Regions from separate parts of the Mus musculus genome. Here region 2 is linked to region 1. A link is a contact called in public Hi-C data. All regions are on one chromosome and are shown on one strand. Each heading gives the region's core, a stretch centred on a gene start, on an enhancer-like site or on the middle of the called end of the contact. The rest is flanking DNA. Distances are from core to core; before and after follow the strand shown. Region 1 has its middle 260 kb from the start of Pvt1. Region 2 has its middle 44 kb from the start of Gm41333.

Region 1 (5,928 bases), core at 573-3,072:
CGATGCAGGAGCTATGTGATTTTCATTGGCATAAGGCTAGCTAATGTGATATTTCTGTCATGTAGACTGCCTATGGAACACCAGAGGAATCATTTGTCCAGGGTGGCCAGTGATGGGAGTTGGGCCTAGATTCAACATCTGTTAGATCTTGGAAGCTTGCTGAATTATTATGCATTAATGGCCCAAATCTGGTCTACCAGATGTGTCTTGGGACACATAAGGAGTCTGGGGAGGTGTGGTGAGACTATCTGAAGCTTAGGGTCCAGTCTTTTTTCATGGAAAGAGCCTTGCTCTTTCCTTTCATGCATGCTGTGTGCAGGGACTTTTCCTGAGTCGTGTTAAGATTTGGCCACTGCACTAAGATATAGGGATCATCACCCTCACTCTGCAGAACAGAAAAATGAGTCCTAGCAAGGCTGGTCACCTGCAAACCTAAGCCTAAGTCATGAGGTAGATTTGAGTCTGTGTCACCCTAGGTCTTCAGTGTGGATTCTTCTATAAGACATCCTTTAGGGTTCTTAGGGCTGTGTACGTCAATCCCATTTTGTCTGCCATTTTTTTGGGGAAAACCAACAGAAGATGAAGTTAGAGCCAGAAAGGTGATGCTGTAGTGATAATGAAAACATCAGTCACATTAAGCATTTTTTTTTTAGGGGTGGAGGTGGGGTCAGGACCACCACTGACAACATTTTGTGCAGGACTAGCTTCATGCAGAGGATATACCCATACTGATTTTCATACTATTACTCCTCCTCCTCCTCCTCCTCCTCCTCCTCCTCCTCCTCCTCCTCCTCCTCCTCCTCCTCCTCCTCCTCCTCCTCCTCCTCCTCTTCTTCTTCTTCTTCTTCTTCTTCTTCTTCTTCTTCTTCTTCTTCTTCTTCTTCTTCTGGTTCAGGTTGCTACTGCATCCCTTCAACTGAGAGACCTCTTCAGAACTTTTCATAATCTTTTGATGGGAAACTGGGACATCCAGACATCAGGAGTATTTTCAACGCCCTCCGGTTGTGTTGGTAACACCTGCTCATGCATCATACTTCTTCACTGCTTCAGATCCTTACATTTTCTCCTCTTTTTTTTCCTGTCCCAGGACCTTTGTTCTCCATCTCTCCATCTTTGCTAACAACCCTTACCCCCAACTACTGGCCCCACATGGCAGCTTCCTGCTGACTCTTCAGTCCTTCACCTCAGAGTTTTCTACCCAAAGAAACCTTGATAGGACTCCTGTTTGCTTTCCTCTTCTATAGAGTCCTCAAAGAACCTAATCTATTTTTAGTTCTATCTTAGTTTGCCTACTCAGTGCCTAGTTTCTCTCTCGAGCTGTGTACTTTACAAGGAGAATAGTGGTTCCACAATCAGTCACAGTTTGGCCCTGTGTCAGGTTCTCAGAAAGTGAATATCAACATTAGATGGGAGGATTCAGCACTAAGCAAAGTATGGGAAAAAGAAAGCCCAGGAGTGAAGAAACGATTATTATCCTTTGGGGGACTTTGGGAACGAGGATATATATAAGGCAGGGTTTGGGAGACAAAGACAGCAATGTCTGCAGGCACAACTCTGAAGACCTGTGTACTTTCTAGCTTAGCCATTCCTGCAGTCACAGGTTCCCGTGCTGCTGCTGGGGCTGGAATGAAATCTCTGGGGATCTTAACCTTGCTTGCTGGGTGCAGTTGCCATGGAGGCTGCAGCCCAGCTGGAGCTTTTCGGAGCTGGCAGGTGGATCAGCCTGCAGCATTTTTTTTTTTCTTGCCTGGACCCTGGCAGCTCTCAGAGTTTCAAAGCTGGAACACGCTGACCAGAACACCATGACCTTTGGCACAATTTCCTCCTGTCTTCTCTTCTGCTCCCAAAGCAAGGGGGAGGAGCCCAGCTTCTTTGCTCTGGCTCTCGCTCCCTGCAGGACAGGTTTGTTTTAGGTGCAGGGAGGAGAGGAAAGGAAGAAAGAAGGGCACCCAGGTGGCTGTGCTGTGAGCAGCAGGGGTGCCAGATGGCTTTCTACCCTACTTGGAACTTGAGTCTTTGGTAAAGTGTGTCAGCCCATTCGATTTTTCTCACTTCAAACTCTGACTCTGTAGCCTGCTATAGGCGTAGCTGCCTGGACCCTGGCGAACTCAGATTAGGGTAACCTTCTGCCTTGCATCCTTGCCATCCAGCCTTTACAGTGCCACCTCCTTATGGATGAGCTGGATTTAAGTGGCAGTTATTAAGGACTTGCTGAGCCTTCGCTATTTCATCTTCAAATGGGGATAATAGAAAGTTTCTAGCACCATTTAGAAAATTAGAGTTAGTATGCACAACAGGCCTGGCATAGGCCGCAGGAATCAATAAATGACAGTTGACATCATTATTATACACCTCGTCTCATTTATCTTCATAGATTGATATCACTGCTTTAAAAATAATTTTTAAATTACACTTATTTGTGTGTGCATGCATGGTGTGTGTGTGTGTGTGTGTGTGTGTGTGTGTGTGTACCTGTACAATATGCCATGGCATAGTTGTGAAGATTAGAGTACAACTTGTAGAAGTTGGTTCTTTCCTTCCACCCTGTGGGTCCTGAGGATCAAACTCAATTTGTCAAGTCTGAGGGTTAGTGGCTTTATCTCCTTGGATGTATTTTGTGGGTGTAATATTATTAATTCTTAGCTGGGGAATATAGGTCTAGGAGACCCTATGGCCTCTATTTTCAAAGCTCAGAATAAAAAAATAAACATTCCTCCATTTCCAAGCTCTTTCTCTATGTGAACTTATAAACACCTTTCACTTTGTTTAATATTAAATTCCTCCTACCTGGTGTTTATTGCTCATCCTCTATGTAACTGACACAGGGCCAAGCTATGATGATCTAGCTATGAAAACATCACTGAACTCACCCTCATAGAGTGCATAGAGGTAGTGAAATTGTAATCATGAAGGAACTAAGGTAGAACTAAAAACCAGAATGGGTACTAGGAGGGAACAGAACAGTGGTAGGAATCATGCCTGTTCCACTCCATCTTGGACTCTTTTTATTTTTTCTGTCTCCCACTTTTGCCTTGGCTTACTTCCCTAAGAAATGGAAGTCCAATATAGTTTATGCAATTGGCTTCTAGAGTAAGTTTTGGGTTCTCCCAATGTCTATGAAATAACATAGAGTAGAAAGCACTGCCCGCATCTGTAGAGGATCTTACAAGGTGTTCTTATGTTAGTCATCTGTTTTTGAATTCATAGTCTCCCTCTGTAGCTGAGGATGTCTGCAGTTTCATAGGAGGGGTTTATTCCCTGTGAGTTTAGGCCTTATTAGGATATGTCTTATTTGAGTGGTGGGCAAATTTCTGGGCAATGTGCTTATGAGGCTGGCTTTACTCTCCACTCTACAATTTATGAGCTCATTCTGCGCGTCTCTCTTTGTCTATAAAATGAGGATAATTACAACAGTATGATAACAATTTGTAAAATCTGCTCATCACAGTGCCTAGCATATGGGAGAATTTGATCAATAATATATGGTAGTATTGGGCTCGAAATACCCATTTTCTGATGTTGGCTTTCCTTCTTTTTGGTACGGAACCTGAATAAATTTGTCTTACAGATATCACTAGAGAATACCAACAAAACCCCTTATCTCTTGGGTACTGGGTAGGGGTGCAATGTCTTAGGATAGATAAACAGAAGCAACAGGGCCCAAGGGGTGGTTTCAGGACCAAGGACAGTATCCAGCTTGCTCCCTTGCCCTACTATGCTTCTCTGAGTAGGACAGCCTCTATCTCCACACCTTCAACAAGCTCCTTAGCTCTCTGCACCTGTCCACAACCCTTCCTCCCATGTGCTTTTCTTCCTCTCATATGTTAAAGACTTCGATCGCAGCAAGAAGTATGGAAGATACGGAGTCCCCCTATGCCATTATCACTCAGCTCTAGCAGGCACTGACATTCTACAATTATTTCTGCACTTGACTTTTCTTAAATGAAACAGAGCCATGGGTCCCTGTCTATCACCTTTCTTCCCAGAAGTGACCTCAGGTCTTGCTTCTTTCATCACCTCCAGTCCCCCCTCATCCACTCAAGTCCTCCACACTTAAAAGAAGCAGACAGTGCTAATCTCCTGCAGTTCACACTGACCTTCCCTGTAGAGAAGAGTGGCATCCAGCTTTGGAGGGATTTCTGTCATTTATTATTCATGACTTTAATCTTGTATCAATCAGTACCCAGTTTGAGGTGACACTTCCACTTGCTGGATGTGCAAAATCAAGCTCAACTTGGTTTTGGCCTCTGAGAGCTCCCAGAACACACAAGGCAAGGCAGCAATCTAAATTATCAATATGAATGTTTGTATTTATCGGCCTTCTTTGTATATGTCTGTGTGTATATTGCATGTGTATATTCAAGCATGTGCATGTGTGCATATAAGTGTGTGTGTGCACATTTATGTGCATGCTTGTGAAAGTTTTGGTTACCACTGAGTTAGCTACATTGTTTCTCACCTTATTGTTTGAGTTAATGTCTTTCAGTGAAACTAGACCTCATTGATGATCTAGGCTAGCTGGCTAGAAATCCCCATTTCCATCTTCTTTGTGCTAGAATTATAAATATGTGCCACCATGCTTTTTTTTTTTTAATGTGTGGGTTCTGAGGATATGAATGAGATTTCCATGCTTGCATGACAGATACTTGATTAATTAAGAGCTCTCCATAATTCCATCTGACTCATTCTTCAGACCCCAAATGAGTTGATATGTGGACCAAACTTTCCAGCGCCCAGCACTGCTGCTCCTTAGAGAGAATTAATTTATAATTATGCATATTGTACTAGGTCTCAGGTTTACAAGGAATCAAGGATGTTTTGGCCCTGTCCTCAGGAGCCCATGATCTATATGGGAGGACAGCTTTAGTAGTTGACATAGTGATATAAGATATCAGTGCCTACTGACAGCCTGGGACTGCTACTCTAACAGGAGATGGAGTTACATTCTCTTTGACTCTTGTCCTTTCATCACAACACTCCAAATTACAGAGACAGTCTTTTCTCATGCCTCTGCCCTGTTGTACCTTTGAGTGACTTTGTTTTCCTCAAATCTGACATTCTTGTCCTACCTCTCTGCCTATTGCTGTCATCCTTCAGTCAGTGACTCAAACCATACACTTGACTTTCTTTTCTTTCATTGCATATTGAGCAAATTCAACTTCAGGACCATATCCAAGGAAGTACCATTACACAGCTCTCCTAATCACTTCCTTCCACTGCCTCCAAACACAGGAGGATGTGCCTTCAGGTACACACTGTGCAGAATTCCGGTACCAAGAATCTGTCTTCTGTGCACTGTTTGGGACTTTAATATGCTACTATACTATAGTAATGTTACTATAATATGCTAAATTGGTTCCCCCACTTTCATTATATGTGTGTGTATGCATCTGAATAAAAAAGCTTTATAATTTTTATCCTTTGAAGTCTCATGTTTCATTTTATGCATTTAAAATCACTCCTCTGAGAAAGGTGTGAGAGATATTTCTGGTCTTCCATGATAGCTATGTCACGTGAAAGGTCAAAATCCCGTAAACCAGGCTCTGGTTGGGAGAGCCAAGTATGACCTGAGGGGTTCATACCAGGAACAAGTCAGACAAAAACAAAAACAAAAACAATAAAAGCTAAGTAAAGGGAAATTTATGGAGACTAATGTTTGTCATATCTGGAGATATTATCTACCTGTTTTTCCTTAATTCTGCTTGAAGAGAATAACATGATTATCCGTTTCATATATAAGAAATATAAACATATTCATAGACTTGGATACACCTGCCACACCAAGCAATTGGTAGACAGGGTCTCATTTTAGTTTCTGAAGGGCATTGCTTACTAGAGAACTCAAGGATAGTTCTAGTGATGTGAATATCTACCAGCCATAGTATATAGAACAAGACTGTACTCTTGCCTTAAATACTTTTATACTTC
Region 2 (6,159 bases), core at 2,768-5,267, 420 kb after region 1:
CATTCTTCCTGTCTTCATTCTGGGAGAATTCAGACAGGAGAATCAAGTGGAATATGTGTGATCAGATTCTAGATGAACTAAAAAGGCTATTTCCTTGTCCTCCAGTGACCCAAAGGATAAAGCTACAAGTAACAACATCAAGAGGAAAGAAGGGGGGTAGATAGAAAAAGAACAGACTTTCTGTGCTTCTTTCTTATTTACCAGTGTCTTTTATGTGTGATCTCTTTTTACAACTTAATGCTTCAACAAAGCACTAAGCTAGCCCCCATTAGCAACAACCTAGAGGACTAAGAGACTGATACTGAAGTCAAAGGCATTTCTCTGATATGTCAGCCAGATCCCTCAGCTCAAACTACATGTGCTTGCTTAACCAGGCAGTTTTTCAATGTCTCTTCTCTAGGGTGAAAATATTGGGTGGCCCAAACTTCATAGTCAAACACAGTCCTAGAGTCACCCCACCATCTGGTGAGCTAGCTCAGACACACAGAGGTGCATCCATGGAGAGTGAAGTGGCATGAGGTATGAACACTGTGAGAGAAGATGGGTGCCAGGGTTCTGGTAAACACCACCTGGGTCCAACTTCTGTGACTGTCCTCATACTTGAGATACAAAAGTGGTTTGGAAGATCATGTCTCTGACTTTCATTTTTCAAAAAACAACAAACAACAACAACAAACAACAAAGGGAATATGTAACCAAACTCTTGGTCACCAGGGCTGTTTATGTTTGTCTTACATTCATATTTTACATATATATATGTGTGTGTATACACACATAAATATATTATATATATGTATATACTATTTTATAATTGTACTAATATATATTAATAAATATGTTATGGCAAATATAATTTTAATAGATGTTGCCAGTTGCTTTTTTTATAGATACGAAGACTTCTGTTTCTTAAGATGTTCATAAGGAAAAGCAGGCCTTTGAATGTTTTACCAATCACATTAGCTCTAGAATCAAGTCATACAATGTTTGAATCCACATGCACTTCCTTCTGCCCTAGTTCCTTCTGCCTATATACTTTTAAGGGACAATGATTCTGCTGGGTCCCTTACTCATGCTTCATGCTAGAATTCCAGCTGGTCTTGTGATATTTTCTCTCAGATAATTTCAATTTCCTTCTGCTTCTGTGGCCCCAGATACATTCTTCGAACTATCTAGCCATAAGGTCGATTAACGTGCAGCCTTTCTATCCCCCTCTGAAATGCTACTTCTCCTCCTAAACTCTGAGCAGAGTCCATTTATCTCACAAACTATATCTGCTGTGAAGGTACGTATGTTCCGCATTTGTTCTATAAAACAATCACATTGGTCAGGGATTGATGGTTCCTATGCTTTGGATAAGAAAACAACTCAGAGAGATTAGATCAGAGGCCCAGAATGATGACTGCTGTGGATATTGGCAGATTGGGCTAACCAATCTCCCTGTCTCCACGTTATCATGATTTCTGGGCCAGCACCTTGCCACTTTATCTATATACACTGCTACCCATGATAATAATCTTCCTTCTAGGAAGCTTTAAGTAAAGATGCTTTTAAAGAATCCAGTGTCTCTGTGCCTCAGTTTCCCCATGTATTATAAGAAAAACAACAAAACTGAATTACCTATGTTTGGTTAGAGGAGGTAGTTTTATTTCTTCTCTGAAATGAGATGAATGCAAATTGCCTTGTTATTTCACTAATTAATAACATCTGCTTGGAAATGCAGCTATTAGCACACAATAAACGATATGGGTTATAATTATGGATGGCAGTAATTGCTTCGCTTTGCCTTACCTTCATCCCAGTTTATCTCCCTGAACTATAGCTATCCTTGTAGGGGTTAGGGAAAATATATTAGAAGCTTAACAATGGGTTCTTTTCCCATGGGTTTGGAAACTGATGAATCAGCATACTTTCTTTAGGCTTCAAAAGAATATGTTCCTGCCACACTGAAGCTAAGTGGGCTGTTCAAAACATCAGGTGAGTCCAGCTTCATGCTGCCTTCCTGGGGCATGACCTGTTCCACTCCCCTCCTGATCCCGTGTGCCCAATGTCACCTGGAACCTGCAATCTGGAAGCAGAAAGTCCTTGACTGGAGTCAGTGGAGAGAAAATCGTCACCTGCTTGGGCACAAACATACATAGTGACTGCGTCACTGTTTGTCAAGTGGATCAGCTAATAGTTGTTCAGCGGACCTTCAAAGCTCCAAGGCGACACTGCCTTTAAATTCCATCAATTCACTCCCTGGGCAGAGGCCTTGGACTTTAGCTCTCAAGGGCTCTGAAAGCATTTTGAGCCTGCTGACTGACTGCGGGGTGGACCTTGGTTAAAGTTTAGGAGAAAAACACTAAGTTTATGCTTCATCACCGCTGGCGCAACCATGTCCCCCCCACCCCCACCCCACCCCCCACCCCACCCCCCACCCCCACCCCACCCCGTGCTACAGCACTTTGGTGCTTCCTGGCTTGCCTCCCCTGGGACACTGCCCAGTATTGACTACCAGTAGGACTTTCTTTCTCACCTAATGACCTACCTACTGATGCCATCTCTAAGGACCTTGACGCTCATGCTACCTTCTGACCTTGTCCATTGTTCCTCATGTTCCTAACACTAGCCTATGTGTTTGATTTTTTTTTTTAATATAAAAGAGCACAAGTACCCAGAAGGCATGACAAGTATCTGTTTCAGCCAGTGCTTTTTCTCTGATCCCCGAGAAAGTGTTTGAATAAGTCAACAGATGGGTGGAGGAGTGATTAACCCCTTCTTACAAGTGCATGGACTGGGGAGCAGAGGGCAATGATAGGCTAGTCACGATCAACAGTGTTTAGGGACAGAGCTAGTGGGATAACTAAGAATCTGGAATAGTTTTATAATTTTTTTTATATGATATCCTTCCCCAATTTTGCAGCTAATGCATCTCTCTTGACTCACCTTCCTTCTGGTTTAGTTGACTACATGATGCCTATATCTGGGAGACTTAGGAAGGAAAAATCTTTATTATCCAGGTTCTTATTAAGTTTGCATGTTTTAGAGCTTCCTTTAAAAAAAAAAAGCCTGAATGTGACGCTATTGTATTTTAAAGCATGCTCTAACATGAGCAAGCTTTATCATTTATTGTACAAGCATGTTTGCATATATATATATATATATATATATATATATATACACATATGTACACACATACACACACATGAAAATCCCTAGAGAACTCTATGATCTTGCAGTATATTTCACATGTACTTAATAATTAAAATTGCACTAAGCTCAATTTCATAAACTTTTTCATGTGTTATAAACAGTTTGTTATTTTTATTATTAATTCATGTATTTATTTGTATTTATTTTTCATGAGAGAGTCTCACTATGTGGTTCTGATTGCGCTGCAATTCACTTCCTAGATCAGGCTGGCCTGGGACTCTCAGAGATCAATCTGCCTCTACCTCCTGAGTGCTGGGATCAAAGGTGTGTGCCACTACTCCCAGCTGTTAACCAGCTTTCTCATGTCATTAAAACTAACAGGCTTGGGAGTTGTGAATATTTCAACACATGCCTGTGTCATGAGTTTCCCTATTCACTTTCCTGTTGACATGACAAGCCTCCTTCCATTGTTTATTTACGTGATTTTTAGGTTCCTGTCCTATTTTATACGATTACTAATACAATGTTAATGTTTCCCTGCTTTTCCAAGCAAATATATATGTATGTATATATATATTATTTATGTTTTGCTAAAATTATAAGAAATAATCTTGAAAATCGCAGGAAATAGCTCAAAATTTCTCTGTCCCAGTCACCCCTGAAGACTTCTCTCATTTGCATTTTTAGTCTTTGAAGCTGAATAGAAGGTGGGAGTCTGTTTGAGGGGTGGACAGGAAACATTGGCCAATTTGAGAGCAAATAGAGGTTTGGGGAGTGTGTTTACATTCTGTCCCACGTGTGGGATCCTGGCCTTTGTAGGCAGGCGGATAAAAAGGCAGGCCTGGCTTTCATGGCGCCTGAGGACCTCTGTGCTTTAACAACACAGGCACAAGTTGTTCTGGGAGCTGGTCAACATGACTCAGCCACAGAAACATAGCAGTTTGCAAGGCCAGGACCTGTTCTTCCTCCCAAGTTCCATGGAGAAAGAAAGGCCAGCAAAGATCTCCAGTCTGAGAAAGAACTCTGTGTTCAGAGTGTCTGGACCCAGCAGGCTATTCCAGCCATAATTCTGGCTGGGGAGATGCCCTAGCCACATGCCTACCATACTTGCACAGTTTAGATGGATGCTCTCCCTCTCACTGAAGCCCCACATAATCGCCACCATTGATTGGGTACCTCCTGTGTGCCAGTTTCTAAGCCATGCACTTTCAATCCTCAAAATAACACCTCAAGGCTAGTATTGTTGACTGTGTTTTCGAAATAAAGACACTGAAGTTCAGAAAGATTAAGAGAGCTGCCTGAATCATACAGAACTGGGATTTAAAACTGGCATGTGTGACTTTAAAGTGCGTGCTTTGGACAACACCTGTGTCCTGAAGAATACAGTCTGTTTGCCCAACATCCATAATTCTAGCAACAGTAGTCCTGAACTATATTGTATTAGAATGATCCATTCATCAACACTACAGTGAGTACGTACTTTGTACTCTTTGTCAGGCTCTATAGTAACTTCTATTGTAGAAACTGAAGTAACTGTCTTCACTGTTGCTAAGGGAAGATGAAGGAATGGAATCAGGAGCTGGACCTGGATCACTACTTTCATCACAGGGACTAGGTGATCACAGAAATAACACAGTAAATACCTGTAGACCAGAAGGAGTCAAGACTGGGTGATACATTGTAAAGCATTTGAAAGCTAGTCTGAAGACATTACTCTTAGGGTTAGTTTGTACTGGCTGTGAAATAGTCAGGACTTGTGTTGAGTCTCTCTGCAGTACGTCCTTCTCTGTAGGGGAAGACAGTACCAGATCCTGTGGATTCAGTGGATCAGAGAATCCGTTACAGGCATTAGAGCACTCAGGAAGGGTAAATGTCAATTGAATATATGTTTTGTAATATATGTTGGTCAGTTTTGTAGGCTTTAGAAGTTCTATTCATCAACTTAAGACAGGTACATTGTAGATGAGGAGAGTGAGGCTCGGACCATTTAGAGGGCGTGCTAGAGGAGATACATGTGGCAAGGACAGAAGCAAGAGTCAGATTCTCATTGCAAGATGCGGTGCCCCCACATAAGTTCCAATCAGGCCACTAGAAAGCTTTCTCTAGGAACATACGGTAAGCCAACTTCTGACAGATAATGTAGAAGCAGTTGCCGGATTTTCAATCAAGTGACAACAGATCTACACTGCATTCTAGCAATCATACCATGGGATTGAGTCTCACTGCAAAGGCATTGACCGGCATATCAAATACCACCTACACCTCCACAGACACTGTAGACTGAGGCACAGTAACTGGAAAATAAAAACAAACCATGGGGCCACTGATGTGTGCATGGTTAAAGAAAATGTGGTACATATAGCCAAAAACTATTACTCGGCTCAAGGAAAGTAGCAAAGCCTACAATCTGTGACAGTACAGAAGGAAGTAGGGGTGGGGTGTTAAGTGAAATACATAGAACAACAAAAAGAAATGCCACGTGATATTATTCACACATGAAATTTGAAATAGTCAAATTCTTAGATAGCCAGATCATGGTTGCCATTGGTCATCAGTTGAGAGGTGTTGGTCAAGATATCAACTTTCAATAGCATAAGAGAAATTACTTCCATAGATTTATTGAAAAGCATGCTTACACTTGGTAATAATAATGTACCCTATTCTTAAAGAGGAATGCTAACTGAATAGATTTTAAGAATCCCCTCAGATGAACAGTCATGGCACAATCCTTTAATCCCAGCACTTGGGAGGCAGAGGCAGGCAGATCATTGAGTTTGATACCAGCCTGGTCTACAGTGAGAGTTTGAGATATGTGAAATATGCCTCAAATACAAAACAAAACATAACAAAAACAAAATAACAAACACCAAAGTTCTCAATAAAATATAACTTTTCAAGGTAGTATATGTATTAACTAGGTCAATTTAGCTATGCATATTTTAAAACACCATGTCATACATGGTAATTGCATGTCAGGGATTTGACAATACATAGGGCAAAATAATTTTGTTTCTCTTCAAAAGAAAA

Evidence for each region. Hi-C and Micro-C count contacts between places; a contact is called where the count stands out from the background.
Region 2: a Hi-C map of uterus shows a contact between it and region 1, with 8 times the contacts expected there. The contact joins two enhancer-like sites. A contact is called at or near these places in 3 of 484 Hi-C or Micro-C datasets (CD4 T cells, liver and uterus).

What each region holds. Positions count from the first base shown.
Region 1 is chr15:62,293,654-62,299,581 of GRCm38.p6, forward strand. No RefSeq gene overlaps it. Among named protein-coding and RNA genes, the nearest start is that of Pvt1, 260 kb to the left of the region's middle. Within about 2 kb of position 1,823, at least 64 of the 459 cell types and tissues checked have an H3K27ac peak or open chromatin away from gene starts, as enhancers often do. A contact at or near this core is called in uterus, where this site is marked.
Region 2 is chr15:62,710,469-62,716,627 of GRCm38.p6, forward strand. No RefSeq gene overlaps it. Among named protein-coding and RNA genes, the nearest start is that of Gm41333, 44 kb to the left of the region's middle. Within about 2 kb of position 4,018, at least 8 of the 459 cell types and tissues checked have an H3K27ac peak or open chromatin away from gene starts, as enhancers often do. A contact at or near this core is called in uterus, where this site is marked.